Regions from separate parts of the Triticum aestivum genome. Here region 1 is linked to region 2. Evidence: chromatin contacts called from public Hi-C data. All regions are on one chromosome and are shown on one strand. Each heading gives the region's core, a stretch centred on a gene start, on an enhancer-like site or on the middle of the called end of the contact. The rest is flanking DNA. Distances are from core to core; before and after follow the strand shown. Region 1 holds the start of LOC123165982. Region 2 has its middle 14 kb from the start of LOC123169307.

Region 1 (2,700 bases), core at 161-2,660, 340 kb before region 2:
AACCGTGCCTCTCGTGGAAGCAAAACCGTGGCTCTCGTGAAAGGAAAAAAAAACAGAAAACGTGTTTTTTTTGTTTTCGGGAGGCACAGCCGTGACTCTCGCGAAAGCACAACCATGCCTCTCGCGAAAGCAAAACCATGACTCTCGCGAAAGAAAAAAACAGAAAACGCGTATTTTTTTGGGTTTCCGAGAGGGACGGCCGTGACTCTCGCGAAAGCACAACCGTGCCTCCCGCAGAAGCAAAACCGTGACTCTCACGAAAGAAAAAAAACAGAAAACGTGTTTTGTTTTTTCCTTTCCGAGAGGCACGTCCGTGACTCTCGCGAAAGCATAACTGTGCCTCTCGCGGAAGCAAAACCGTGCCTCTCCCGGAAGCAAAACCGTGACTCTCGCGAAAGCACAACCGTGCCTCTCGCGGAAGCAAAACCGCGACTCTCGCGAAAGGAAAAAAACAGAAAACTTGTTTTCTTTCCGTTTCCGAAAGGCACGACCGTGACTCTCGCTAAAGCACAACCGTGCCTCTCGCGGAAGAAAAACCGTGACTTTCGTGAAAGAAAAAAAAATAAACGCGTTTTTTTCGCGCAAAAAGTTTTTTTTTTTGAAATTTTTTTTAGTCGAAAAGCTAAGAAAGACCGGGGAAAATCAAAACATCGAAAAAAAAAACCGTTTAAAAAGCCGAAAACGCGTGCGGAAAAAAATAAAAAAAATAAAATCCGAAGAAAGCGTCCAGAGCGCGACACGTGGCGAATGGCTGAGAGCGCGCCAGGTGATGCTGATCATTGCGATGCTCCCGAAGATGCGCTCGTTAACTTTTTTTTTTGAGGGGTGAAAAACAGTTTATTCATCACCATAATCCACATGAAGTGGGATACATGAAGGGTCATGAGGGTTTTCAAGCCACATATGGTGTCCCGGACCCTGCGAAAGAGCAAATTTAGCTAATCTATGTGCCTCATAGTTTACGGCACGACCCTCCCAAACAAAATTGCAATTAAACGTAGTAGCACTGAGTTTTATTTCGCTGATGATAGTACCATATCGGCCTCTGGTCCCCTTTTGAATGTCTGAGACAACTTGTTTGCAGTCTGAGGCAATGATGAACTGTTGCAGGTTGAGGTCCTCCGCCAAGGCTAAGGCCTCCAACACAGTAGGATCGCATATACCATAAGTGACGAGTGCAGAGCTTCCAAGATAGAATCCTTGGTCATCCCTACAGATAGCAGCAGCAGAGCTTCCCCGCTCGAACCTGACTCCTGCGTCCACATGAATTTTTGCATATCCCATAGGATGAGCTCGTTAACTAGTTGCTGGTGCTGACAAGCACATCGCACGGCGTGCGACGGGCCAGGCACGACCCGTTTTAGTCCCATGCCAGGCAGGCCCGTTATGTACTGGGCACGCATGCTACGGGGCTGGCCCAGGTTTTCGGTCCGGATTGCCAGATCTGCTGCAGAGCCAACCACGCGGCCTCCGCCGCCGCCCCGGCATCCGAGAGCCCCCCACCGTTTCTGAAAAAAAAAAGGGGCCCCCAACCTCCGCACCGCCGCCGGACAACATGGATTTCGCTCGTCGTAGGAGAACCACCAAACCCCCGCCGGCGCCCCCCACCTGCCACCAACGAGACGGGGCAAGGGCCACGCGCGCGTCCGTCCGCCGCGCCGAGGCACTCGGTGGCAGTCGGAATCCTTCCACCGCATCCCCCGCCCCTCCTTGGCCGAGGTAAGCTGTTCTTTGATTTGTGTAAGGAACGATGCGATACCGATGCACACGCATTCCAACTTTTAGGTCTAACAATTCGGTTTGATATACCACTATGCAAGTTTAACATCTCCAGGGTGTAGATTACTTCATATAGTCGGGCTTAAAGTACTTGTAGAATAGGACTATTGCTCTACATTTTTAATTAGGTGTAGCCGTGTAGGGATGGAAATTAGAAGACAAAACAAAAGTTCCTTTCATGAACTTCATTTACTATAGGTTGAACCACAGTATACTGTATACATATGTTAAGGAGTATTAATATTGGTCTAGAGTCCTTATTAGTCTATGTTTAGTTTCCTTACACCTCAAGTCATGTGTAATATATATATGCCTCTTGGGTCTTCAATAAAGATAAGTCTCTTTTCTAACATGGTATTAGAGCCTAGGTTATTTTCTTTAACACGCGCAACTCGTGCTTCCCGATCCAATCTCGCGCGGTCGCTGCTTCTTCTATCGCCTGATTGTCGCTGCTTATCTCTGCCGCATGTTCGCGTGCTGATTCCGTGTCCGCCGCCCGTGACGGCTGCCGCAAGTCCCTCGATCCATATCAGGCCGGGACTCCAGATCAACCTGCCTCCATCCAACAACCTCCGCCTGTGTCCGCCCATGCCCGCGAGGACTCCCGCCGCTGCTCCCCTCAATCTGCTGTCACCAAGGACCGCTGCTGCTGGCTGCTACCTGCTGGTGTTCCCTAGCTGCTGCTACGTTGTGTTGCTAGCTGCTACGTGGTGCTCTCTGCTGTCCACTACTACCTGCTGCTACGTGGTGCTGTTACCTGCTACGTGGTGCTGCTCTCCTGGTCTGATCCGCTCCGCTGCCTGTTTCCTACGTGGTTGATCTGGGTTAGCTGTAAAAATAGAAGATAGTATGTCTTCGTCGTCGGGGTATGTCGTCATCCCTTGCTGCCCGTTGATTTTTGATGGAACTAACTACACCGAG
Region 2 (2,700 bases), core at 23-2,522:
CGTCGTTGATGGAGAGAAGTGTAGATCACAAGCATCGAACTTGTAGACACACGAACGCAAATAAATGAATACCAGATTCATACAAATCCACCAAAGACAAACACTAACTAAATCCCGCTAGATCCATCGGGGATAGACCTCCACACGCCCTCGGACGACGCTAGATGTACCCTGGGGCGGTGGCTAGGCGGAGAGAACCTTATTTCATCTTCAGGGAGCCGCCACCTCCTCACCTTCCTAAGCAAGGCAAAACCCTAAACAAACTCAAAAGCAAGATAAAACCTAAAAAACTAAAAAACACACCTAAAGCGAAGCAGGAGTCCTCCCACCGAGAAGGGTAGGGGTCCACTGTGCCTCCATGGCCCTAAGGCCACAGAAGACGAGGCAGATCATTACCAGCAGGAGGCATGGAAACCCTAGTTTCTTTATTCGCTCGTGGGGTGCTACTATCTTTTGATCATAATATTTATAGCTTAGCAAACAAAATCATTTTTCATTTTTTTCAAAATTGTGAAGGCAAAAGGTCATAGATGTAGACTGCGAAAACAGAAGTGCACAAGTGAATACTGGTAAAAGAATGCAATCATTTCCTCTATGTACTTACTCTGGCCATAGTTTAAAAAAGTGGTGACCAAACTGATGAGGTTCTCGGTTTAGGTTTTTGTCGGTCCAACCACCGTCACTTGTTCACATCTAGTTTTTTAGGCTACAAACATACATTTATACTAATATAGTAGTAAACAAAGGTCAAATAGTTTTTCTTGCCAATTCTTTTTGTCTGATGGCAGCACAGTCTACACACCTTAAGAAGCCGTCAACATTGTTTATCCCAGCATTTTCCGGTTCGGCTGCCAGTCCTATACAGTTTTTTAACTATGGATGTGATGTAAAAATCTTGTTTACATTAGCTTAGTGCAATTTACTATAGCTCCGACAATTGATTATATTTCCTCAACATGGATATTACTTTATGTTTTAACCAAATTTTAAATGTATATTTATCAACATATTTTTTAATACCCTTGAGTTTTTATATAAAAACTTATAGATATGGATTTTCAGCAAATTACTACATTTAGAGCTACTAGTTAATGTATAATGATATTATATCCTATGTCGGAAAATTATTGGGTTCAACACATGGCATCAGTTATATAGGCTTACACATTATCACAGAAAAAAGAGTTATGCTTACCCATACTCATACCATCCAGGCCCATGCCCCATCTCAGTGACGATCTTAAATAGGCCCAACCCAAATACTAGGCCATAATTGTCATGGGTGCTGCGAGTGCATAGCACACCGGGAGCTATGTCTCGCTTATTGTGAGATCTAGCTCTGTCTTGCCTTTGGCGCTCGCTTTGTGTCCTTTTAATAGGCCAACCCAGTGAAGTGGTTTTGGAAAGGTTTTGTGCACCGGTTTGTGGAACCTTCATCGGTTCTGAGAAGGTTTCATGCGGTTTCTTTCCTTTTTCTATGTTTTCCTTTATGGTTTTTCTTTTACTTTTTTCCCTATACTTTTTAATTTTTTGTCCTTTTTAATTATTTCAAATACATGTTGCATTTTTTATATGCGTTGAACATTTTTTGGTACACGCTGAACATTTTTATTACATTATTTAAACTTTTAAAAATGTCACGAAATGTTTTTGAATGATACTAAATATTTGTCTAAAATTACGCAAATATTTCTTTCACATTGTATAAACATTTTTATAGAAAATTTAATGTCATGAACATTTTTTAAATGCCACGAACATTTTTTAGTGGTACAGAATATTTGTACAAACTGCATCGGCATTTTCTGTTTTGCATGACAGTGCTGGAAAATTCTTAGCAGCAAGTAACAATGTTGTTGTTGTTTTTCCGGGGAAAGTAACAATGTTGTTGGTGTTTGCATAGATGTCTTCATGGTAGAAGCGCTGGCTCTTCGGTTTGGTTTAAACTTGGCAACATCTTTGGGCTGCACTAAGTTAATCATCAACTCCGACAACATTGATGTAATCTTAGCAATGCAAGACGGAGACAATACGTCAGGATCATCGGCCGCCATCCGAGATGATTGCTTCCATATGGCTAGGGACTTCACTCATGTTCGGCATGAACACATTCACAGAGAAGCAAATGTTGTTGTTGATGACCTAGCTAGACTTTGTAATTTTTCTCCCCCAAATTCTTGGTTCGATGAGGCACCAGATGCCATCACTCCCTTGCTTGTAAGTGACTCTGTTTTGATTACTACTCCCTACGTAATCTATCTATAGTGGAATATCTAAAAGGTCTTATATTTAAGAACGGAGGGAGTAGCTAACAAAAGGGAGCGTTGAGAGGTTAAAAAAACTTCATGGACATTTTTTAATGTCAAGAACAAATTTTTGAAATGCGTGAACTCTTTAAAAATTGCATGAACAATTTTTCTACATTGCATGACTTTTTTAATGTGTGATGAACGCTTTCAAAAATTGAAATAAATATATTTTGAAGAATATTTATTTAGAATATTTCGAAATATAAAGAAAAGCAAAAAATAATAAACAAATGAACAATAGAAACCGAACAAAACGAAAGAAAAACACACATCTCGAAGATACTTGGCCGGCCCACTGGCAAAGCTGCTTGAGGAGATCTGTACTACCGCGAGACATAGACGCTCTCCCCTTTGTGGCATGGGAGCTCATATTCTACGCTCCGTGCGATGA

Evidence for each region. A called contact is a pair of places that touch in the nucleus more often than the background predicts.
Region 1: a contact with region 2 is called in a Hi-C map of leaf, with 5 times the contacts expected there. The contact joins the promoter of LOC123165982 here to the enhancer-like site in region 2. A contact is called at or near these places in 3 of 5 Hi-C or Micro-C datasets (leaf and an unstated tissue).

What each region holds. Positions count from the first base shown.
Region 1 is chr7D:462,289,621-462,292,320 of IWGSC CS RefSeq v2.1, reverse strand. LOC123165982 reads left to right here and starts at 1,410. Exons shown (of 3, transcript XM_044583745.1): 1 at 1,410-1,719. The coding sequence starts at 1,556.
Region 2 is chr7D:461,946,258-461,948,957 of IWGSC CS RefSeq v2.1, reverse strand. No RefSeq gene overlaps it. Among protein-coding and RNA genes, the nearest start is that of LOC123169307, 14 kb to the left of the region's middle. Within about 2 kb of position 1,272, at least 1 of the 8 cell types and tissues checked has an H3K27ac peak or open chromatin away from gene starts, as enhancers often do.